Regions from separate parts of the Mus musculus genome. Here regions 1, 2, 3, 5, 6 and 7 are each linked to region 4. Evidence: chromatin contacts called from public HiCAR-type, HiChIP or PLAC-seq and promoter capture Hi-C data. All regions are on one chromosome and are shown on one strand. The core of a region is the stretch at or near the end of the contact, and the rest is flanking DNA. Distances in the headings are between cores, read along the strand shown.

What was found. Promoter capture Hi-C pulls out the DNA fragments that hold promoters and counts their contacts. HiCAR-type assays count read pairs that join an accessible place to other places. HiChIP or PLAC-seq counts read pairs in DNA pulled down with a chosen protein or histone mark.
Region 1: an HNF4G HiChIP or PLAC-seq map of pancreatic cancer cells shows a contact between it and region 4. The contact joins the promoter of Rasl10a here to the promoter of Mtfp1 in region 4. A contact is called at or near these places in 2 of 39 promoter capture datasets (liver and pre-B cells), 1 of 484 Hi-C or Micro-C datasets (embryonic stem cells), 5 of 115 datasets of contacts at active chromatin or transcription factors (astrocytes, embryonic forebrain, embryonic stem cells and 2 more) and 1 of 9 other capture datasets (embryonic stem cells).
Region 2: a contact with region 4 is called in an H3K27ac HiChIP or PLAC-seq map of embryonic stem cells, with 8 times the contacts expected there. The contact joins the promoter of Nefh here to the promoter of Mtfp1 in region 4. A contact is called at or near these places in 1 of 39 promoter capture datasets (the SN4741 cell line), 2 of 484 Hi-C or Micro-C datasets (both in embryonic stem cells) and 3 of 115 datasets of contacts at active chromatin or transcription factors (T-cell acute lymphoblastic leukemia and embryonic stem cells).
Region 3: a HiCAR-type map of astrocytes shows a contact between it and region 4, with 5 times the contacts expected there. The contact joins the promoter of Drg1 here to the promoter of Mtfp1 in region 4. A contact is called at or near these places in 2 of 115 datasets of contacts at active chromatin or transcription factors (astrocytes and extraembryonic endoderm stem cells) and 1 of 9 other capture datasets (adipose tissue).
Region 5: an H3K27ac HiChIP or PLAC-seq map of stem cell-derived neural progenitor cells shows a contact between it and region 4, with 10 times the contacts expected there. The contact joins the promoter of Nipsnap1 here to the promoter of Mtfp1 in region 4. A contact is called at or near these places in 1 of 39 promoter capture datasets (the SN4741 cell line), 8 of 115 datasets of contacts at active chromatin or transcription factors (bone marrow-derived macrophages, embryonic stem cells, epiblast stem cells and 4 more) and 1 of 9 other capture datasets (pancreatic islet).
Region 6: a contact with region 4 is called in a promoter capture Hi-C map of pre-B cells, with 8 times the contacts expected there. The contact joins the promoter of Thoc5 here to the promoter of Mtfp1 in region 4. A contact is called at or near these places in 5 of 39 promoter capture datasets (the 3T3-L1 cell line, 3T3-L1-derived adipocytes, hippocampal neurons and 2 more), 5 of 115 datasets of contacts at active chromatin or transcription factors (the 230-238 cell line, astrocytes, extraembryonic endoderm stem cells and 2 more) and 1 of 9 other capture datasets (embryonic stem cells).
Region 7: a contact with region 4 is called in a promoter capture Hi-C map of liver, with 2.8 times the contacts expected there. The contact joins the enhancer-like site here to the promoter of Mtfp1 in region 4. A contact is called at or near these places in 4 of 39 promoter capture datasets (hematopoietic stem and progenitor cells, hippocampal neurons, liver and 1 more) and 4 of 115 datasets of contacts at active chromatin or transcription factors (acute myeloid leukemia, astrocytes, fetal liver and 1 more).

Annotation. Positions count from the first base shown.
Region 1 is chr11:5,056,575-5,059,912 of GRCm38.p6, forward strand. Rasl10a (RAS-like, family 10, member A) reads left to right here and starts at 1,554. Exons shown (of 3, transcript NM_145216.4): 1 at 1,554-1,950; 2 at 2,859-2,983; 3 at 3,224-3,338. The coding sequence starts at 1,732. It also overlaps a transcript of Gas2l1 not described here.
Region 2 is chr11:4,945,992-4,949,320 of GRCm38.p6, forward strand. It overlaps Nefh (neurofilament, heavy polypeptide), which reads right to left and starts at 2,073. Exons shown (of 4, transcript NM_010904.3): 1 at 1,067-2,073. The coding sequence starts at 1,943. It also overlaps a transcript of Ap1b1 not described here.
Region 3 is chr11:3,265,140-3,268,032 of GRCm38.p6, forward strand. Drg1 (developmentally regulated GTP binding protein 1) reads right to left here and starts at 1,324. Exons shown (of 9, transcript NM_007879.2): 1 at 1,130-1,324. The coding sequence starts at 1,171.
Region 4 is chr11:4,093,547-4,096,831 of GRCm38.p6, forward strand. Mtfp1 (mitochondrial fission process 1) reads right to left here and starts at 1,885. Exons shown (of 4, transcript NM_026443.4): 1 at 1,670-1,885; 2 at 843-970; 3 at 255-487. The coding sequence starts at 1,736. It overlaps Gm51935 (a long non-coding RNA gene), which reads left to right. Exons shown (of 3, transcript XR_003949843.1): 3 at 1,108-1,196.
Region 5 is chr11:4,872,395-4,875,388 of GRCm38.p6, forward strand. It overlaps Nipsnap1 (nipsnap homolog 1), which reads left to right and starts at 1,557. Exons shown (of 10, transcript NM_008698.3): 1 at 1,557-1,709. The coding sequence starts at 1,612.
Region 6 is chr11:4,893,312-4,896,636 of GRCm38.p6, forward strand. Thoc5 (THO complex 5) reads left to right here and starts at 2,032. Exons shown (of 20, transcript NM_172438.3): 1 at 2,032-2,067. Nipsnap1 (nipsnap homolog 1) reads left to right here. Exons shown (of 10, transcript NM_008698.3): 10 at 1-890.
Region 7 is chr11:4,996,586-4,999,902 of GRCm38.p6, forward strand. All of the region lies in intron 1 of Ap1b1 (adaptor protein complex AP-1, beta 1 subunit), which reads left to right. Among named protein-coding and RNA genes, the nearest start is that of Ap1b1, 11 kb to the left of the region's middle. Within about 2 kb of position 1,941, at least 49 of the 459 cell types and tissues checked have an H3K27ac peak or open chromatin away from gene starts, as enhancers often do. A contact at or near this core is called in liver, where this site is marked.

The sequences.
Region 1 (3,338 bases), core at 304-2,803, 960 kb after region 4:
GCCAGGCGGTGTCTGCCTTGTCCTGCTGTGTGAGGAGAGGAAGGGGCTGAGTTTATCCACTCCTTTCTGTTTCTGGAAGCGAAAAGCAGCTCACAAACCCCAGAAGCCTGGAAACCTGTAAATGGAACAGAAGTCATTCTAGGGGAATCTCAGCAAGAGGGGGGAGGGGGGAAAGCCAGCTGTCGCTACTCTGAATTTAAAGACCTAGAATATCCCTAGTGGCTGAAAGGGGGAAGAGAGGTGGGGGTGGGGGTGGTGAAATCAGACCAGGCCCTAAGTCTACCTGGGGAAGAGGACTAGACATTAGTGTTAAGGAATACCTTCCAGCTGCTGTCACCTGTTCCCCGCGGGAGGGTGTGCCTCCTTCCCCCTTGACGGGCTAGTTTCTCCTGCCCTTCCTTCCACTTAATTCCTGGCCAGGTAGACATATTATCAATGCCTTTAGAGGCCTGGATCTAAGTATTTCTAGAGCCTTCTCTCCTAAGGGAGAGGAGACAGTTCTTTTTCCTTTTGGCTCCATTTCAGCATTCTGGCCACCTGTTAGACTTGAAGCATTCGTTGAATGAGTGAGTCTTGTTCAATGCCGGGTGCCTGCATTTCACAGTACCTGGGTGGAGGGCAGAGGCCTGGGAACTCCTCCAGTGTGTGGAGACTGGAGGGCCGGACGGAGGTTGGGCAAACCCAGACTTTCCGAACCCTCAGAGGAGCTTCCGAACTTGTCCAGGGAAGAGGGCATGGTGCACCCCTGGGACAGACTCTGGGACAGACCCGTGGATCTGTTTCTTCGCCTCCAACCTGTTGGGGCAGTGACTGGGGGCTGAGTTGCTGAGCAGACTTCTGTGCTGGGCTCAAACCCTTCTGTCTCCACTCCCCACCCCCTCTGGGCTGGTCCTTTGAAACAGTGTTCTTCTAGTCGTTTGTCCTTGTAGGTGTAATGAAAAGTGGCCCGCAGGCCCGGGACGGAGTCCCAGTGTCCTTCTCACTTTGAGATACCTCTCCAGGGTCTCAGTTCCCTCCTCCTTAAACCACGAGTACCCAGGTTGAGGCTGCGGTTCGAAGATGATGCAGGGGAGAGCCCAGAAAAGGAGTTGGTGCCCAGGGTCTCACAAAACAGGAGGAAGCTTTGAAGCCATCGGCCTTTGGTGGACAACCGGGATGCAGACAAAAAGTCCAATGCGACGATTGGCCCAAGGTCATTCAACCAGGACTGGGTCTGACCCCAAGTGGCCTGATTCTAAGAGCCTGGGCTTGGTCAACAGCCAGGTTGCAGCCAGCGGTGTTGGAGGAACAGGGAGGTGGCGCCCAGCGGCTTCGGTTTTGAAACGGTTGAGGGAAGCTGACTGCCACCTGGGGAACCAGGCTTTAACAAGGCGACCCGCCTGGCAGTCACTGGGCCGCGACCCTCCCCGGGAGGGGCGGGGCGGACAGTTACCTCATCGCCGCCTCCGGGAGGCCCCGCTCGCTTGCTCGCCCGCGCGGCCGACTGGGGCGGCGGCTCCCGGCGCCGGAGCGAGAAGGGGACGGAGCTGAAGGTGGGGGCGGGTCTGCACCGCACCGGGTGCACTCTTCCTGCGGAGCTGCGGGTGCGTCCGCCCGCTCGATCCTCAGGCCTGGCCTCTTGTGGCTGAGGTGCTGTAGGCGACGCGATGCGGGTATCCCGGGCCGGGCAAGCAAGGCGCAGAACGGGCTCATGAAGCTCCCCGGTGCCAGGCGCGGGAGCGCGGGCCAGCCATGGGCGGCAGCCTGCGGGTGGCTGTTCTGGGTGCTCCGGGAGTGGGTAAGACCGCCATCATCCGCCAATTCTTGTTTGGTGACTATCCTGAGCGCCACCGACCCACGGACAGTCCCTGCCTCTACCGACCCGCGGTGCTGCTCGACGGCGCGGTCTACGACCTGAGTATCCGCGATGGTGACGTCGCTGGACCCGGCTCAAGCCCCAGAAGTCTTGAGGTAGCGGTTCGAGGGGGCCAGGGGTGTGTGTACACTTGGTGCCCATGTGTACTGATCCAGGGCGCCCGAGCCCGTTCTGGGATTGAAGTGTGTGTGTCTAGGTAGTTTGCATACGAGCTTCCTGCGCTAACCTGTAGGTGCCCTGTGGCTGTTTCCTCTCTCTCTCTCTCTCTCTCTCTCTCTCTCTCTCTCTCTCTCTCTCTCTCTCTCTCTCTCTCTTTTGTTTTTGTTTTTGTTTTTTTCGAGACAGGGTTTCTCTGTGCAGTGCTGGCTGTCCTGGAATTCTCTCTGTAGACCAGGCTGGCCTTGAACTCAGAAATCCACCTGCCTCTGCCTCTCAAGTGCTGGGATTAAAGGCGTGCGCCACCACGCCCGGCTCTGTGGCTGTTTCTTGTCTTCTTTGCCTGCCTAGGCTGGTGTCTGGGTCAGTGTGTGGCACAGCTTGAGCTGAGCCGCGCCGCTGTGACAGACTGGACCAGACACAGGAGTACCCTTTCTAGAGGGGGCCACCGCACCCTCAGACTCCCAGTCTTTGGCGCTGCATTCATTTCAAAGCTGGCATTTGAGCAGCACCTGGGAGGCTAAATGAAGTTTTGGTGAAAGAAGCTGTAAGAATATTGCAAGGGGGAAAGAGCAGCAAGAGACAAGCCAGAGGCTTCACCTGTACAGCTGCACCAGGACAGTCAGTTACCATCTGTCAGCCGGTGGACGGCAGATCCCAGGCTCTGAGGCAGTAGGAGCATAGTAGGTTGACGGGTGGCCCAGGAAGTAGGAGGGCTAAGGACTGACAAGATCCAAGCACGGCTGGGAAGTCTGGCCTGTGGGAGGGCGCGTCCCATCCGGAGTATTGCTGGGAGGTGACGGGGAGTGAGGTTGAATTGGAGTAAACCCCAGCCTCTACCCTCTAGGAGTGGCCGGACCCTAAAGACTGGAGCTTGCAGGACACAGACGCCTTTGTGCTGGTCTACGACATCTGCAGCCCCGACAGTTTCGATTATGTTAAAGCCCTGAGGCAGCGTATAGCAGAAAACAGGTGAGGGCTTGACTGGAGGTGGAGGTCTTGCTAGGGGAGCGGGTAGTTATGGCCTGGGTGCTTCTAGATCATACTTTGTGCCCACTTGAAGGTCTCTTGCTGTATGAGACACTTAGCACACCGGGGTGTGTGTGTGTGTCTGCCATAGCAGGGGACTCGCCTTCATTTGTACACATGGGGTGGGTTCCTCTGGCCATGGAGTCTCCAGCACTGCGTCTCTCATCTCCATCGGGCCTCCAGGCCGGCGGGAGCACCAGAGGCACCCATCCTGGTGGTAGGCAACAAGCGGGACCGTCAGCGGCTGCGCTTCGGACCTCGCCGTGCACTGGCCACTCTAGTTCGTAGGGGCTGGCGC
Region 2 (3,329 bases), core at 823-3,322, 850 kb after region 4:
GGAAAGAAAGAGGCCAGCTGGTGGGAACACATATCCTGGGATGCTCTGCTTGGTGAAGGGCAAACCTAAAAGAAGAGAAGAGGTCCCCTCTGGGAGGAGCCTTGCTGCAGAGATGGGGGAAGGGCACTGCCACCGCAAAGGCGTAGAACATGAAAAGGGAAATTCCAACCATCCAAATCCCAGCATTCCTGGCTTTCCATGCTGTTAGCAAAGGCTTAAAAGCCACTCAAGTTAGGATTCTTGGCTATTATGGATCACAGACACTTTTGAAAAGCGCAGATGCTCTGTACTTGCCTCCAGATTTATAGATGACTACAGGAACGACTACAGCAGATGACTGCAGCTGACACAAAGAAGCCCAGTTACTCTTTGCCCCAATCCCAAAAGAAATGAGAATGAGAGAAAGCCAATGTTGGTCAAGGTCACCCTGCAGCTAAAGGGTAAGGTTTCAGGGCAACTGCAGTCTAGCTGACTCAGAACCCCTGTAAATTTTGGGAAAGAGGAAGGGGATATTAAATAACAGCCATTTACAGCAATGAGGTCCACATGATGGTTCCGTACTGGCTAGAAACGGCATGAAAATGAATGGCTTTCATTTTTACACAGCAATTACTAAAATTCGCGATGTTATGTACTGAGCAAGTAGTGGGACGAAGCCTGGTAGAACGAATACTCCTGTTCCACCCACTGCGCAGGGTGCGCAAGAAAGGGTGGGCAGAGTTGGCATGGCAAGCGGCTGCTGGATACCTGATACGCTGGGTCCAGACGGGGCTTGCTCCATTTCAGATGGGAGATCAGTCTGAATCTGGGGTCTAACAGTGTGTGGGGCACAGGGGTTGGCCCCGGTGTTTAATTACAGACATAAAAAATGTGGAGGGTGGTTTCCTTTTTCTAAAGGAAAATCCAGAGTTGGGGCGCCCCAAGGGAGGGTCTGGGTAAAACCGCTACTTTGTCAGGTGGCATGCACCTCGCAGCGGGTCTAGCTACTTCTGAGAGGAGTCCTCTCGGGCTGCTCACTGCTCCGCCAGGAGGGGGCGACCCCTTCCCACCCCGCGCTCCCGCGCACCTCGGAACCACTCCTCGGACTGCAGCGTGCTCTGCACCGCGTGGCCTTCGAGCTGCGCGCGGATCTCCCGCAGCGCCGACGTCACGTCGCACTTGAGGGCGTCGCGAGCCTCGGCCTGAGCCTGCGCCTGCGCGGCCCCGCAGCCCTGGATCTGACCGAGCAGCTCGCCCACCTCCTCCTGGTGGTGGCGCCGCAGGTAGCCGCACTCCTCCTGCAGCGCCTGCGCCTTCTTCTGCAGCTCCACGCGCGCCGCTTCCGCCTCCTGCGCGAAGCGCGCCAGGGCGCGCGCCGCCGCCTCCGCCTCCTCACGCTGCCGGGCCTCCTCGTCCAGCCGCTGGCGGACGTGAGCGATGTCCTCCAGCAGGTGCTCCTGCTCCAGGCGCAGCTGCCCGCGCGCCGCCCCGAGGCGCAGCACGGCGCCGCGCATCTCGCGCACCTCGCGCTCGTACAGCTCGCCCATGGCGGCGCGGCCGGCTTGCTGCTGCCGCAGCGCCGCCGCCTCGCCCTCCAGGCTGCGGTTGTGCGCCTCGAGCTGCCTCACCTTGTCGATGTAGCCCGCGAAGCGGTCGTTCAGAGCCTGCAGCTGCTCCTTCTCGCTGCGCGCCGCCACCGCCGCCACCACGCAGCCCTCTGGGCCGTTGCTTAGGGTGTCTAGCGAGTCGGTGCTCGAGGCGGCGCCGCGGAAGCGGCTGGGTGAGGCGGACACGGAGCTCACGGACGTCCGCGCCCACGAGTGGAAGCCGCTGGAGGAGCCGGCCGCGGAGCGCGTGCCGCCCGGGCCTGCCTTGCGGCTCAGCGAGTAGTGCAGGCTGCCGCCTCCGTGCAGCGGCGCGAACGGGGCGCCCAGCAGCGCATCGGCGCTGCCGAAGCTCATCATGGCCGGAGCAGGTGCGGCCGCCAGCGGAGCGGGAGTGCGGGGCTGGGACGGGGCAGGCAGCACTGCGGCAGCTCTGGGACTCCGGCTCTTTTATATCCGCGGTGGCCCGGTCCGGCCCCTCGGCAGTGGGGGGCTGGGGAGGAGGGCCCCACCCTCTCCACCTCCTCCCCCGCGGCCCCGGGCCGACCGGCTTCTCCGCAGTGAGAGGGGCGGGGCTGGGGGGGACGACCCAGGAGTGAAGGGGAATCGACGCATCGTCAGTAGAGCCTCCCGAGGTCAGACCAAGGAGTAAAGGACTTCCGGAGCGGACAAGTGCAGACCTCCAGGTGCATGTCGGAAGACCCTATTAGTCAGAATAAGACCCTCAGAATAAGAGAGGGCACTGGAAATAGGGAGAGGATTGCAGAACTGATGGGTCAGGGCGCCTTCGGGTTGAAGCAGTGGGAGACTGCAGTGATTACTATGAGAGGACACCCCCACTTGAGAAGCAGCACAGGGTTGGTTCCCTGATAGTTAGAGAGGACCTTGAGATGAGGAGTGCAGACTGCAGTCACCCACGAAGGGATTCTGTATGGGGTTGCATGATGGATGCTACTGATGATAAATGGGGACCTTCTAGCTGGCGGTGCAGTGTTCCCCAGATACTACAGCGGCCCTGGGCCACCCAAAGGGGCTTAAGGAACTGTACAGCTGGCTTCGGGGTTGGGGTTGGGGTGGGCGTGGAGTTTGAAAGGACCGCAAAGCTACCCTGAGAAGGAGAACACTGCAGACGGAGAAAGGGAGCGCTGGGTGAGAGGAACGTGGTGCTCTCTAAAAATTCCAGTGGCCACGACTGGAAAGTGGAGTCTCCTCTTGCCCGGAAAGGAAAACTGCCTACGAAGAACAGGGGGTCCCTCAGTAGGCAGCAAGAGCCTCAACACCGAAGCCAAGTTCTGCCACAGGGTGGGGTTAGCTTCTGTGCTTCGCTAGCTGAATGACCTTGTACAAATTGTGTTCTCCTATGTTTGGTTTTCCCTTGTGTGCAAGAGACAAGATGCAGCTCCAAGCTCCCATGTGCCCCTAGGAGGTTCGAACTTGGGAAATGTCTGGCTGATTTTGGGGAGGAGAACCCACATATTGCCAGTCGGAATAGTAACCAGTTCCTCTCACCTGAGAACTTTGTCTTTCTCCCTTCCTTGCCCGATTTTTCTGCTTTATCTTGGCATCTCATTCCTTTTCCAGAATAGATGAACCAGTACTGCCGTAAGCATCCCCTTTCATGCTCCGAGGAAGTGGTGGAGTGGTTTTTCAGTACCAAAGTCCACCGACCTCCATCATGAGCCCTACTGAGGCTTCAGGTGAAAGGGCGGGGACGGCGGAGGGGCTTAGACTTGGAGCTCTTGCTTT
Region 3 (2,893 bases), core at 74-2,573, 830 kb before region 4:
CCTTAGACGCCCACAATAGAGGTGAAGGTGAACAAACTGTCTATTGAAATACTGCTTCAGGGGAAGACCAAATGGCTCATATTCACGAGCATCCAGCAAACTGCAGACTGAAGAGGATACAGGCAACTAAGTATTTTTTAAAAAGAAAAACCAAGCCTGGCTAATGTCAGCACTCTGGAGGCAGAGGCAGATCTGTCTGAGTTCAAGGCCAGCGTGATCTACACAATGGGATCCCTGACATCCAGAAGTATGTAGCAAGACCCTGTCTCCAAACAAAGGAGAGAGGTAGAGGGAGGGAGAGAGGGAAAAAATCCAGGGCCAGATAGACACACTCAAGTGCACTTGCTGCCAAACTTGGAAGACCTAAACTCAATCCCAGAAACCATGACTGAACAGAACGATTCCCCTAAGTAATGCTGAACACACACACACAGAAACATAAAAATAAACTGAATTCCCTCTCCCCTCTCCAGTTCATTCTCTTCACCACAAAAGAAACAAACGAGACCCAACGTGAAAGGACCCACGGTCATTCGAATTTCTATCCACAGAGGGAATTAAAATGCATCTGCTGATTCGTTTCTACGGTACCCAATCTAAAAGAAGGGTGTCACATTACGGACTTTAAAAAGCCCTGAAGGTCTCAGGGATGACGCGCCATCCAGGTACAATCTACTTACTCCCAGATCTTACCGTCACAACCAACGGCGTGTAAAAGGGGACCACCAGTGAGTGGCAAGTGGGCAAGGAATAACGGGACAAGACCTCAAAGCCCGTGATCGGATCACGGAGTCTGGGATATAGAAGTCGTGTGGCTCAGAGAAAAAAGCAAGAAAAACAGAAATAATGTCGAGACATGCGCCGAAAACCGGAGCAAGTGCTGGGTGTGGGATGTGGGAGGTTGCGCAGAGACGGAGCTGGCGGATGGGAGCTGAGAAGCCCAGGCCCGAGGAACTGAGGGAAGGGGCTGCATGGGGACGGGGCTGCGGCAGCGCAGGTTTAGACTACGGGGGCGATGGCAGCTGGTGGCACAGGGGTGGAAGCCAGGCCCTGACGCCGCGGACGCAACACCGGAGGAGCCGCAGCGCCGCAGAAGGGCCAGGAGAGAAGCGCCGGCTGCGCCTTTTACCTCGGCTTCGATCTCCGCGATCTTCGCTAAGGTCCCGCTCATGGTGGCGGAGGGCTTAAGGCCACACCAGCCTCCACACTGGTTAGGTCCCCCTTCTCGCGCCCGCCGCGCCTCTGGCCACCACTGCAGCGCGCAAGCGCGGGATCTGCTAAGCTCGCGACACGGTTCCGCGAGAAGTCCGCGCCGACGCTCTCGGAGATGGGCGGTCTCCGCCTTCTCCGCCGACTCCTCCCTGTCCCGCCAGCCAGCGCGGTGTCATAGAGCCCGCAGTGAGGTGACCAGAGCGGTCGCTCGGGCCAACTTCCCGGAGCGCGCCGAGGGTCGCGCGCAGCTCGGCCCCACCCCGCCGGACCTGCGCTCGCCCCTTCGACTCCCGTGCCCAGCGTGCACCTAAACCCGGCGACCATCAGAGTGCGCGCAGATACTTGGAAGCTCCCTTTCTTCATCAGGACAGACCTCGGCTTCCTGGGTTGTAGAGAGACTCAGAGGGGTGGGGGGTTGTAGAGAGACTCAGAGGGGTGGGGGGCACAATTTTTGAGGGATCCTTTGTTTACCAGGAACCCTAAAGAAGGAGTGTGGCACTCAACGAGCCACAGTTAGTGGATCGAATGAGCTCTTCCAGAGAGAGCCATTACTTGGAGAAGCTATCATGTTGAAAAGTTGGAAATTATGTTAGCACAAATTAGAAGGGAATGCATAAATAAATATAAAAGCATTTTTATTGTGTAAAATAAGGTTACAGCCACTAAAGCGTAGTGTGACTGGAAGTGAGTCCCGAATTTGTCAGATGGACAAATAGAACTGTGCCTTTTATCATTATACTCTCTAGGCTGTTTGTTAGAAATACACTTAGAGAGGCATAGGGTAGTGGTACCCACCTTTAATCCCAGCACTTGGGAGGCAGGCGGATTTCTGACTTCGAGGCCAGCCTGCTCTACAGAGTGAGTTCTAGGACAGCCAGGGCTATACAGAGAAACCCTGTCTCAAAAAAAAAAAAAAAAAAAAGTACCGGAGTGTGTCTCCTGGTGGTGCTGAGACCAAGGATCTCCTGTGTTCAAGGCAACCCTCGACTACCACACACCATGCCAGAAAGTACATTCTAGGAAATGTAGATAAACCAGATGATAGAGGCGCACGCCTTTGATCCCAGTACTCAGGAAGCAGAAACAGGTAGATCTCTGAGTTCAGTTCCAGGCCAGCCTGGTCTTCAGAGCAAGTTCCAGGACAGTCAAGGCAGAGAAAGCTATCTCGAAAAACTGGGAAAAAAATAAAATAAAAAAGGGAAAAAAAGAAAAAGGGAGGTAAAAGAATGGTTCCCATAGGAAGGTTTTTCCTGTAATGCCGAGGACTCACTCATGACACTTAGATCGGGAGGATCCCCCTGAACCCTGAGGGGAGAATTGTTTATGGGTCTGATGATGAGGGACATAGAGGGACCGACCATTTGCTTTGTGTAATTGTTTAATTGGGCTTTGGACACGGGTGCATACTTTCTTTTATCTAACTGTGTAACTTTGAATGATCTAAAATTAATTATGTAGACCAGGCTGGCTTGGAACTCCCCCAGATCCACTGACTCAGTGCTGAGGTTGAAGGAGTATATCACCACTCCACCTTTTACTTTTGAGTTTTTGTTTTTGTTCTTTCTAGACAAGTCTCTGTGTAGCCCTGGCTATCCTGAACTCACTCTGTAAACCAGACTGGCCTTGAACTCAGAGATCTTGCCTGCCTCTTTAGTCCTGAGTGCTAGGATACTCTGTTTTC
Region 4 (3,285 bases), core at 635-3,134:
TTCAATCCAGCACTCCTGGCTAACTCTGGCTATTTTGCAGCACTGGTCTTTATTTCTGTGAATTTACTTGACCTTTGTCCAGTACCCATAAGGCACTCTGCTTCCTTTTCTGCCGCTCTGCCGCTCTAGCTGATAAGAGCACAGATGGCCTCTCTACTTCAACCCTGCCTCTGCTGCCCCGGTTTTGTGCCCACAGTTCACAGCCTAACTCTACCTGCAGAGTGACTGGTCCCTGAGACCAGAAAGGCCCCTACCTGTCGATGGGGTGGATTATGACGGGGATGGCCAGCAGTCCAAGTGTGGTGGTGGTCCATTTGCGGACAGTCGGGGGCCAGTGGGTCATAGTACCCAAGACATAGAGAGAGGCAGCACACAGACGGTTGATGGTGAAGCCTGGGATAGCCACAGAGGCCAGAGACTGCCACACAAAGGTGTCGACCACAGCCAGGGCCATTCTGGTGTTGCGGCCTGCTTCAGGGCTTGGCACCTGAAAGGTACAAAGACATTTAGCCCAGCTGGGGCAGAGGTAGGAAACCTATAGACAGAAGCATGCCGGTGGACCAAGGAGGAAGAACATGCGGAGGTAGTAGGGTAGAAGGCAGCTGGGTGGAGGACTGGGCTGTACTACATTCAGGGTTGGGGGTGATTTGCCCACATCCAGGAGAGGTACCAACTGTCACCTCCTACCCAAATGGTTTGGTCGGGTGGGGATGAACAATCCTACAAACAAGATTAGCTTATGGACTGCACTATGAGACGCTAACGGGGATAGGGCTGTCCCCACTGCAAGACTGCATACCACCCACACTAGGATGGGTTGGAAAGGGTTAATTAACACTCACCTCTCCTGCCTTCTTGCCTTTGTCTATGGCATCGGCCAGGACATAGGAGCTGGACACACCATAGCTCAACCACACCACAGCTGCAGGAACCAGCGAGCGGAAAGCCTCCCCCACCTCATTGGCGTAGCCTGGAGGGAAAAGGCATTTAACTCTCTGGCCCTTTCCACAAGGGGGCGCTACACAGAAAGCTGCTTCTAACCCTAACCTCTTAAACTACAGTGCGGCAGGTGACCTCAGTCAAGTAACTTTACCTTTTGGTTTCTAGGCCCGCGGACTGACACCGACAATGAAGTTCATGGCTCACTGATCAAAGTCCCCAGCCGTGGTTCTGGGGATCTGCACCAGGGAGGCGACCGGAGGCCACCGAATCACTGAGGGTGGGCTCCACTGACCAGTATCAAGTGCCAGGTCTTTTAAGGCCTTACCTCAGCCCGCTCTTACAGTCAGCACCCGACAGGAGTGCCTCGCATTCAGCCCTTTTTACAGAAGAGAAAACTGAAGCTTAGGAAGAGCCTGGGAAAGGCAGACTTGCTAGGAGTCCAGATCCTCTGACGCCATGGCTAGTGCACGGTCATGGCAGAGGGCAACCCACACACTCGGTTTGTGCCTCCAGAAGAGCCCCGTGGACAGATCTGAACCAACAGGGTTGTGTGACCTTGGACAAGTCCCTAGCCTTCTCCTGAGCCCTGTCTCCAGGCCAAGCCGAATAAGAACTAAGCCCCTTTTCAGACTCCAGATCGGCAACCCGGTCCATTGCTTCCCCCCCCCCCCCGCCCCCAGCCCCTCCGGAGTGGTGGGGTCGCTGCGTCTGTCACTCCCACGCTCACCCAGGTAGCGCACCCACGTGTCCCGGTAGAGGTCGCGCTCGGCGCCCTGCCGCTGCTGCTCCGACATGACTTCCCCGGCAAGGTTGGAGTCGCTGCAGATTAGAGTCTCACCACAACTGTGTCTCCACTAGCACTTGGCTAACACCAGGCAAGAACCCGCCAGTAGTCCGAGGCTGAAGGACGGGTCCCGCTATCGCTAACGCCACTGCAGGGAGTGTCTGAAAATTGCCTTATACAACATCCAAGCCCCTCTCCTAGGCTTGGGTTTTGCAGACAGATGGTCTTGTTTTCTCTGAGCAGTTAATGCAAAACTCTCCCAGACATGACTAGTTTTTGGAGTTAAATAGGTCAGAGTTCCAATCGGAGAATGGAATCTTCTTAGGTGTGCGGCTTCTAGGAAAGGTGTATTTCTCTGAGCCGCGGTTCGTGTGTAAATGGGAGGCGTGCCAACATTCACTGCCTTAGACAGTCGCAAGGACTAATTAATTATAACAGTCATCATGTGTCCAGTAGACTCAAGTTTGCTTCCTTAAGCTCTGGCACTAGCGTAGGGTCCTACTTTACAGTAGGGAAATAGAGACACAAAGAGGACAGCCACTCTCCTGACTCATGCAACTGTTAAAATGGAAAAGGGAGCTAGGGAGTTATTACAAGGGGCAAAAGCACTCTGAATCCTCTGGGATTTCAGAGGGGCAATGCTATGGCCCCTAGAGACAAATCCTACTTGGGCCGCCTAGTAGATGTAAGCCACTTACACACACACACACACACACACCGCCCCTCCCCCCACTCCCCACCCCGGTCCCAACGACCACGTCTGTAAAGCAAAATGGGTGAGAATGGAGAGATGGCTCAGTGGTTAAGAGCGCTTACAGCTCTTCCAGAGGGCCGGAGTTCCAGTCCCAGCATCTACACGGGTGTCTCACAGCCATCTGTAACTCCATCTCGGGGGAATCTGACACTTCTGGTTTCCACAGGCAGCACCCACCTCCCCCAAACACACACACCTATACATTCACACATGAGACACACAGATAAATTCAAATAAATATGGCCTTAAATCTCTTATAAGCCAGGCATGGTGTTGCATGCTTTCATCTCAGAATGTAGGAGGCAGAAACAGGTAGTATTATGTGCGTTCGAGACCAGCCCTGTCTACACAGGGAGTTTCAGGCCTGGTTGGAGGCTACACAGTACAAAAAATATCCAGCTAGGTAAGAACAGGGTCTTATCTAGCTTTGCACAGTTCTTTTAGCTTTTTTAGATCCGAAAGGTGTATACCGACTCCCTTCGGAAGCCAGTGTTTTCAGCCCGTGTCTTCTTGAAACTTGTGGGTCACCGGGGACTGAGCCCGGCGCGGGTGGGAAGGTAGAGTGCTGGAGCGGAATTAGGAGACGGTCCCTAAAGCCACGTGACGCTAACCCTCGGCCTCCCTCCCATTTAGTACCCGCTGCGCCGGTCACCGCGGGAGAACCGCCCAACCCGTCTGGAACCACCGAATGGGGCGGGGCCTCCGCCCTCACCGTGAAGGCTCTCGGGAGCATCCGAATGCCTTGAACAAAGATGGCGGACGACGCTCACCGGCTGAACCAATCGGAAGGCAACTTGTTAGGACT
Region 5 (2,994 bases), core at 307-2,806, 780 kb after region 4:
ACTGGAGACTGGAGACTTGATCAGACAGGCTGTCTTGTCTCCACTCCATTCTTCACATCTCTTGCCCCCTCAGTTCTCTCTCTCTCTCTCTCTCTCTCTCTCTCTCTCTCTCTCTCTCTCTCTCTCCCTCTCTCTCTCTCTCTCTCTCTCTCTCACCCTGTTGTCTGACCCACGGACTGGGTCACGTTAGTATAAGCCCAAAGACCTTAGTTCGATTCCCAGCACCACAGCAGGAGAGGTTGCTTGTAATCCCAATGTTGGGGAAGCATAGACAAGGAGATCCTTGGGGCTCACTTGCCAGTAGCCTAGCTGATGGAGGGGGCGGGGCATGGCTAACATCTCTGCCTTGGAGGTTTCAGTCAGCAGTGATTGGAGTGATTTGTCTGCTCCACCAGGCCTTGGCTGCCAAGAAGTACAGATAGGACTTGTTCAGCCAACCTTTGCTGTCTCAAGATCTTAGATGAGACCTAACTTGCCAGACTCACAGTTTGAAGCACTCCGGAAGTTAGTTATACCGGCTGTAAATCCCCTGCACCGAATTACAGTCGGTGGCTTGGCATCCTCCCCCACCCCACTCCCCCGTTGGTGTGTCTCTGTCCCTGTGTCCCCCAGGGGATCAGAAGGGATCCATCTCTGTGTGGGCTGAGAAAGCAAATATAGAGCCTCCAGGTGAATAGACAGTGAAGAGAAAATGTTTTTTGTTTGTTGTTTTAATTCCGTAGTCTCTTTTTGTTGTTGTTTTGTTTTGTTTTATTTTGTTTTTCGAGACAGGGTTTCTCTGTATAGCCCTGGCTGTCCTGGAACCCACTTTGTAGACCAGGCTGGCCTCGAACTCAGAAATCCGCCTGTCTCCCGAGTGCTGGTATTAAAGGCATGCGCCACCACTGCCCAGTTCGTCTCAGCCTCTTAAGTGCACCATCACACTCGGGCTTTGGAGAAAGAGCATCCTGCTTGCTCAGAGTCTTGTCCATCTGTTTTAAATGGTTAAAGAGACAGTTCTGCCTTTAAAAGCTCTTGGAGGAGACCTGAGTTTGGATCCCAGTACCCATTAGAGTGCCTCAAAATCTCCTTTAAACTCCAGTTCCAGGATATTTGAGGCTTCTGGACCCCCCCCAGGCTCTCTCTCTCTCTCTCTTTTAAAAATTGTTATAGATTTTGTTCTTTTGAATAGACAAATATTGTCTGTTGATGCCTTGACACAGAAGAACACAAGATGTAGACAGAACATTTGCCAAGCCATGTGTGAGGTCCTGGGCTCCACCTCCAGCACCCAAGGAGGAAGGGAACTCACATAGTTTGTGAACAATTTTAGGGGTATAAAGACTGTCTTTAGTTTATCCTCAGAATGTCCAGGACATACAACCCTGCGATTATCGAGATGAATTCCCAGGTACAGAGGGGAAAAGGTCGTTGAAGAGAACAGAACTAGTTAGCTGCAGAGTTTCAAGAGCTCGGAGGTGTGGGTATGGACTGTGCAACTGTAGAGTTGGGGGACTCCCACCTGCTTGTGTTTGAAAGGGAAGCTGGCGAGGGGAGGGCGTGGTTTTCTCTAGTCCTGCCCCCAGCCACTGGGCTGAGGCGTGGCTTTCCTCCAACCTGCTCCGGTCCAACATGGCTCCGCGGTTGTGCATCATCTCTGCAGCGGCACGGCGGCTATTCACGAAGCCGAGACCCCGTGCTGGGGACCTCGCGGCTGCGGGTGCTGTGCGGTGAGAGGCCGACGGGGCTGACTGCGTGCCCGGAACAGGAGCAGGGGAGGGGGCTGGAATGAAAAACAGACTCTCGGATTTGGAATTGAGGGGTTAGAGGCAGAGAGCTACCAGGATGTAGGCCTGAGGCTGAGAAAGAATGGGGAAGGTGAAAAGGTATGGGGATGGTTTTGGTTTTTAAACAGGTTCGTACTACATGTGATTCGACCTCGGAATCTTCTTGCCTCTGCCTCCCAGATAGTGAGGGTGTGCACTACCATGCCTAGCTGGGCAGGTTCTTTGTCCTGTTTGGGACCTGGATCTGGGCTGAGAATAAAAAATGAGGTGAGTGGGAGGGACAGGTTTTGAGCCCTGGATCCCGGACGAAGGCAGAGGATATTGGCAGCCTTTTGCCTGGCCTTTGTGGTTTAGCACGCGCTGGGGTCTTCTGAGCCAGCAGAAAGTTTTGGAAGGAGAGGAGGACTGGGGGTACGGTGGGAATTCCCAAAGTGATTCCGCACCCTGCTTTGTACAGGTGGGTCAACAGAGTGGGGTGGGAGCTGTTCAAGGTCAGCGTCCGTGCCATGTGGAGGCAGCTCTGGATGTTAGGACCCAGGTCTTACGATGCACTCTGCACTTTGTACCACGGCTGGTGGCCTCCTAGGAGAGAGGCTCAATTCTGGCTTTGGAGAGCTTGGCTTCCTTCCCCTGACTGGCTCTGGGCTGCTCCTCCCTCCTCGATGCCACGCCCGGTGCTACCCCCATCTCTGCACCTATCACCCGGAGCACTTCTGACCCTGCTCTCCTGTTTCCCCAGCCCCACACCCTCACAAGTTTTAGGACAGGGTTTGTGCAAAAAGCATTAGCTAAAGAAGTGGAACACCTGCCCTCACACCTGTGGAAAGGGACCTGCGTTACTCCTGCCCCAGCCCAAGAATGTGGCCATGGAGTTCCGTTAGATCGCTGTGCACATTAGGAAAGCACGGATAGAAGAGTTGGGACGCGTGCCCTTCACTTCCGTGCTGGGTAATGAGAGAGAAGCCGACAATGGGAAAAAAGCCTAGAGTGTACCTTGTAAACTCAGCCTTTTCTGGAGGGATGACCTTGGGTAGGAGGAGAAAATAGGATGTGTCTGATAGCCTTGTTTTCTATTGCTAGGAAGAGAACTCAGGAGTTTAGGTATGCTAGGCTAATGTAGTGCTCTCTCCACCAAGTAAACAATGACATCTCCAGCCCTCATTGGATTAAAGAGACCATGCTTATGCCTCAAACAATTTCTGTCATTGTGAGAAAGGATATCCAGAAA
Region 6 (3,325 bases), core at 782-3,281, 800 kb after region 4:
ACAAAGATGACGTTTTCTGAGAACTTAGTCCGTCCGTACCCAGCTAACCTCTCTCCCATGCTGGATGAAGAAGTTCTTAACTTCCCAAGCTGCAGAATAGCAACCTTTTAAGCTTTCACACACTTTCCTCTTAAGATCCGTCATCTCCAGGACATAAGTCCCCAGCTCCCAACTGTGGCCATGGCTTAGTTGCATAAAAGCAGGCATGACTGGCTGTTAGGAGGTATGGTGTGAAAGGGTATCAGTCCAGGTATGGCCCGGGAACTCTCTGGTGTCTACTTGTTAAAAAAGCAAGCCTGAGTCTTTAAAAAAAAATAAATAAAAATCCTGGAACTGCCATAAAGTCTGAAGTCGTGACAGTCAGGAGGAAATCCAGAAGTTATCAGTGTCAGTAGGTGGTCCAGAAGTCTACTTAAAGGGCTAGGAAAAGGGTGGGAGTGGGAAGGATCTGGGTACATGAGACAGCCTTGAAGCAGGAACCCTTCACAAGTGGGCACATAGGATTCAGAATTTAAAATACAGAATTGGGAAGACAGGACAGAGGTGACAGAGGATCTTAAGGGAGCACCCTGTTCCTAGACAGATGGAGAGGCGTATCCATGTTTTCCTACATAATGTGGTTAAAACTTGAATTTGTGCTTCAGCTCTTCTGTACTTCTTCCTTCCTACAGGCAAAAACACAGGCTGAGACCTATAGTTCCATCAAATTCTTTCTTTCCCTTCTTGACATTGTCCCCCAAACCCTCATTTTGCAGAAACACTAGGTCTGTGGAGTAGGTTGTGATTCTGGGGTCTCTTCAATGACCCCGGTACCTCATGAACCCCTGCTTAGCATGGTTGTGCTACCATCCAGGAGAATGTTGATGGAACCAAATTAAATATTTACTGTACGTTGTGGTGTTGTCTTCATCTACAAGGAATCTCAGTAGTTGTCTAAGGCAGGGCAGCTTCCAGTTGGCTGAGGGTTACACTGGCTTTGATCTCTTAGGGAGACCGTCTTCATCTTCGTCCCAGAGCAAGAAAAGGAGCTGTTTCGGCGCCACAAGGTATTCAATGTTCATGTTTGCAGACAACCAGAATTTACTCCAGAAATGCCAGGCATAGGAAACATCTGAAGCTTACAGGTACTGCACTAGAGTCTTGGGGGAAAATAAAAAATCAAAACAAAACAAAACAGTGAAGCAGGAAGCAGGTGTAATATAGGATTATGCCCCTGCCTCAGTTCCTTTCTGGGTGTAGTGACTCCGATAGTATCAAGAAGTTAGAGTGGGGGGGGGGGGCGGTGGTGGCACACGCCTTTAATCCCATCACTTGGGAGGCAGAGGCAGGCAGATTTCTGAGTTGGAGGCCAGCCTGGTCTACAAAGTGAGTTCCAGGACAGCCAGGGCTATACGGAGAAACCCTGTCTCAAAAAACAAAAACAAGGGCTGGTGAGATGGCTCAGTGGGTAAGAGCACCCGACTGCTCTTCTGAAGGTCCAGAGTTCAAATCCCAGCAACCACATGGTGGCTCACAACCATCCGTAAAGAGATCTGACTCCCTCTTCTGGAGTGTCTGAAGACAGCTACAATGTACTTACATATAATAAATAAATAAATCTAAAAAAAACAAAACAAAAATTTAAAGAAGAGTCAGGCATGGTGACACCTGCCTAAGTCCAGCGAGTCCAATGCAGGCGGATCGTAGTGACCAGCCTGATCTATATAGCGTTCAAGACCCGCAAGTGTGCTATGTAGTGAGGCCCTGAACAAAGTCAGAAGACAAAATCCACTCCTGTTCAAATGATAGCACAGCGACACTTGTGCTTTCTTGAGATACCACAAACTCACTCGAGTGAGTCGGCGGAGGGCCCACTAATTCACACTCCGGTGAAGGGGCACGAAGCACAGACTTGGACATTATCGCCCCAGTTTCCCAACTTAATAGAACTAGACTCGCCCCTTCCTTGCTTCCCAAGCTGCATCTGGCCTTCGTGTCTCACTTCCGGCCTGTGGCTCTCTTCTTCCGCTTCTCTATGGTCGCGAGCCGGAAGTGGCTACCCGGCTGGAAGGCGTGAGGAGCATTCTGGTGAGCGAGGGTAGAGGGCTGCTGGCTGGGGCTGCAGGTCCTCGCTGGGCGATCCGGGCTTGATGTGCAGACGGCACGGAGCGTGTCCGCGGGCTGGGGTCCTCACCTGTCGGGGTCCCCCAGGCTCGTGGCGGTTTTCTAGGAACTAACCGGAGCAGCATCCTCTGTCCCCATTGTAGTCTCCCGAGAGTGCTGCTGCTGGTGGTGACCCTCGTCGATGGTCCTCTTGGGCGTGTGGCAAACGCTCCTGGGTGGCGGTTGGCTTTCCCGGGTTTTCCGTGCCACCCTTGTGGGTTTTGTCAGATGAGTCCGCCACTCGTTTACCTGTCACCGGCAGCCTCCTGCGGTCCTCTGAGAGAGGCGTTACCATCGTCGCGCCGCACCAGACTCCAAGGAGTCGCAGAAAAGAGCTTTTATTGCTGGAGCAGAAAGGCTGAGAGCGCGAAGTGCGGACGTTACAAGGGCAAAGAAGCTTGGCTTGGCTTTTCTTTATGTTGTCCGCTCTATTTCCTAGCTAGCTGGCTGGACTTAGTGTATTTGCTTCATTAAATATTTTGCTTATCTTAATTTCTAAGAAAAGGAAAACAAGAATTTTTTTTCTTAAGTTATACTGCAAAGGGCTCGGGCAGTAAGAAGAGGTGCCACCTGCTCCGTTTTAATGAAGATTTTAAATGCAGTCACTATAGTCCTGTCTGTCTGGCAGCTTCTGTAGTCCAGGTTGGCTTCACATTGGTAAAGATCCCTCTGCCTCAGTCACTCAAGCTCTGTGATTCCTGATATTTACCACTATCCTGTCTCACAGCCCATCCGCCCCTCCCCCCTTTTTTCTTGGAGACGAGATTTTATTATGTAGCCCAAACTGACTTTTGAACACATTATATAGCAAAAGCTGATCTGGAACATCTCGTCAGCCAGCTCTCAGTCTGACCTGTTCTCATTGCAGGCATGTCCCGCCACACAGTTTTATGCAGTCCAGGAGATCAAACACAGGCGTTTGAGTATGCTAGGCCAGCACTCTACCAGCTGAGTAATATTCCCAACTTCACAGTCACTTTTTAAACCTATAGTTACTTTGGTAGAAGAAAACTTGGGTCTGGTCTGCATGCCATAAATAGGAAATGGCTTCCACTTGTCTTATGATATTGATATAACTGCATAGTATACATAGTATGATGAAAACATTTATTAATAAATTCTGTCTTGGTTTCCTTGTCTAAGATTCTGAGAGAGAATCCATTTCTTTTTAAATTATTTTTAT
Region 7 (3,317 bases), core at 691-3,190, 900 kb after region 4:
GAGGATGAGGCTCTGTTGGTACATTACTGGGAAACTGACCCCTGACTCTGAAGTGAGGCTCTTGAGGCTCACTGCTGACGAAGGACTTGCATGTGGTACTTTTCTACCTTTGGGCCCTTCTCATTTTGAAGCTTTTAATTACTACGAGCCTCCAGAGATGGCTTTGATTAATCAGTTCTCATCTAAATCCCAAGAGACTCACAGCTTGGCAAGCTTATCCAGACAGGCTTTTACTAGCCATGTCACCAAACCTGCTGTTCCTGCTGTTTCAGTAGGTAGATGGGGCCTAAAGTTGCCTGCTATTCAACATCTGAGGAATTCCGCTGGTATATGTGGCAGCTTGTATCCTGTACCCTTTAGTCTGACCTATATTCAGTTCTACCAGAGCTTCGTTTAGAGGAAAGTATTTGCCTCCCTGGACTGAGTGGGACATGTGACCTCCTCATAAGACAGTGTTAGAGGGTGTTGGCTTTATTGCTTTCTAGCTGTGTGACTCTAAACAAATGTCTTAACCTCTCTCGGTCTCAGTTTTCCTTATCTGTGAACCTGTGCTATTGATAAAATCTTCTTCACAGATATTATGAAGATGGAATTTTTTTTCTCTCCTTCCCTTTCCCCTTCTTGCTCTGGCCCTACTCTCTCTGGGTCCTGCTCCGGCCCATAGGCTCTTTATTTGTTTCTCATTATGGATGGTAGTGAGCTATCATGTGGTTGCTGGGATTTGAACTCATGGCCTCCGCTGAGCCATCTCACCAGGAACTTTTTTTTTTTTTTTTTTTTTGGAGACAGGGTTTCTCTGTGTAGCCCTGGCTATCCTGGAACTCACTCTGTAGACCAGGCTGGTCTCAAACTCAGAAATCCACCTGCCTCTGCCTCCTGAGTTCTGGGATTAAAGGCGTGTGCCACCATGTCCGGCTGGAACTTTTTTTGTTTGTTTGTTTGTTTTTGTTTTTGTTTTTGTTTTTCGAGACAGGGTTTCTCTGTGTAGCCCTGGCTGTCCTGGAACTCACTTTGTAGACCAGGCTGGCCTCCAACTCAGAAATCCGCCTGCCTCTGCCTCCCAAGTGCTGGGATTAAAGGTGTGTGCCACCACGGCCCGGCTCCGGCTGGAACTTTTAATTAATACTTTTGTTATATAGTGTGTGGAAGTCAGGACAACTTACAGGGTTTTTTCTCTTTCTCCACCACATGGAGAAACTCAGTTCATCAGACTTGGTGGCAGGCACCTTTACCAGCTGAGCCATCCTTACCCCATGAGAACTAAATTTAAAATTCCGTGTGGGGTCTGGCCCACAATGTATGTCTGTTTGTCATACTTCTGTAAGCACTGTCTTTGTTCTGCATTTCATGCCAAGCCTGAAGAACATGGAACATTTTCTCATAGTTGCCGAGCTGACTTGAAAGAGCCTGTTTGTATGAGTCTGGAGACCACATTGTCTCAGAGAGGTAGTCTGAAGTGCTTTGTCTGCCGACGACTCGCCTTTTGGTCTTGGAGTTAGCCTTCCCTGTTTCCCTGTCCTTAAAATGGGTGTTCGTGCTCACCTGGGAGGAACCATTTCCTTTTTAAAGACTGTAGCTCCGGGGTAGTTTGCTTTGTAGGTATGACACTGGATTCAGTCACCAACACCACTAGGAACACTGAGTAAGATGAAAGGTTGTCAAATGGGGAGAAGTGCCTGGAATCTTGCTCAGCCTCACAGGCAGGGTCACAGTTAGGCAGGGGACATTGGTGTGATAAGCCAGTCTCTGTCCTTGAGACAGCTAGCTGAAAGAGCTGAGCACACTCCAGCTCTCCTGTCTTAGGTGAGGAAGAAGCAGCAACCCCACTCTAGCCTCCATTGTGTGTATTTCCGTGTGTGCTGGATGAGTGTGTAGATACAGTCACGTGTCTGTAGAGGCCAGAGGTCAACTTGGAGGTATTGTTCCTCGGGCATTAGCCATCTGGATCTTTGAGAGTTTCTCACTGGCCTGGAAATCATTAACTAGTTTAGTTTGCCTGGTCAGTAAGCTCCAGGGGTTCACCTGGTGGTCACAAGTGCAGCTCCAGCTTTCTTCCCTGAGCTCTGGAGAACTCAGGTCTTCATGATTGCTTGGCAAGCACTTTACCAGCTGGGCTTTCTTTTTGGTTAAAGAATGCCCCTTTTCATTCCCTCTCTTTCTTAGCCTTTCCCCTTTCTTTCCTTTTTCTGAGACAGGGTCTCCCTAGGGAATCCAGGCTGACCTGGAATCCATGATCCTTGTTCTTCAGCCTCCCGAGAACTAGGATTGCAGGTATGGGCCTCTGTGTCTGTTCTGACTTACTCCTGATGGCCCTTGAGATCCATCTATCCTTGTGGCAGGTTTCTGAGCAGCTGTTGTCAGGAAGGGATGGAACAGTTACAGCTCCAGCAGAGACCTTCAGGGGTCAGTGTTCCCTGCCTGTATATATCTATATCCATGCATTCAGAAGTGCTGCTGCACCTGAGTCAGACCTTAAGTTGTTCTCATCTCTGTCTGTTTTGCTGATCAGCTCCCTTGTCAACTCACCATGTGCCCTCAGTGTTCAGTGCATATACTTGCATGCCACCCTCAAAGCTTCTCAATGCAGAGATTGCATGGCCTGGAAGGAAGAAAGGCACCACTGGCCAGTGTCTGCCCTTGTGGACAATGGAGCACTTTCCTCCTCAGAGTGGTATGGTCTTCCTTCCTCCTGAAGACTTAATCACCCGAGCATGGTGGTGTATACCTGCAGTCCTGTCCACCAGCTGAGGCAAAAGAATCATGAGTTTGAGGCTAGCCTGACTTACATAATGGAGTTCTAGTTCTTAGTTACTTTTCTTTTTTCTTTCTTTTTTAAAGATCTATGTATTTATTTCATGTATGTGAGTACACTGTCACTGTCTTCACACATACCAGAAGTGAGCATCGGATCCCCATAACAGATGGTTGTGAGCCACCATGTGGTTGCTGGGAGTTGAACTCAGGACCTCTGGAAAAGCAATCAGTGCTCTTAACCACGGAGCCATCTCTCCAGCCCTTTAGTTCCTTTTCTATGCTGTGATAAAATACCGTGACCAGAAGCAGTTGGGAAGGAAAGGTTTTATTTCAGTTTACAGCTCCACACTCCAGCCCAGTGTAAAGGAAGTTAGGGCAGAAGCCGAAGCAGAAGCCACAGAGAATGCTGCTTACTGGCTTATTACTCAGCGTGCTTTCTTCTACACCCAAGACCACCACCCACACAATCATTAATAAGATGTCCTACAGACTTGTCTACAGACAATCTGGGGAAGCCATTTTCTCAAGCACACCTCTTCTTAGATTAACAAAGCATCAGGATA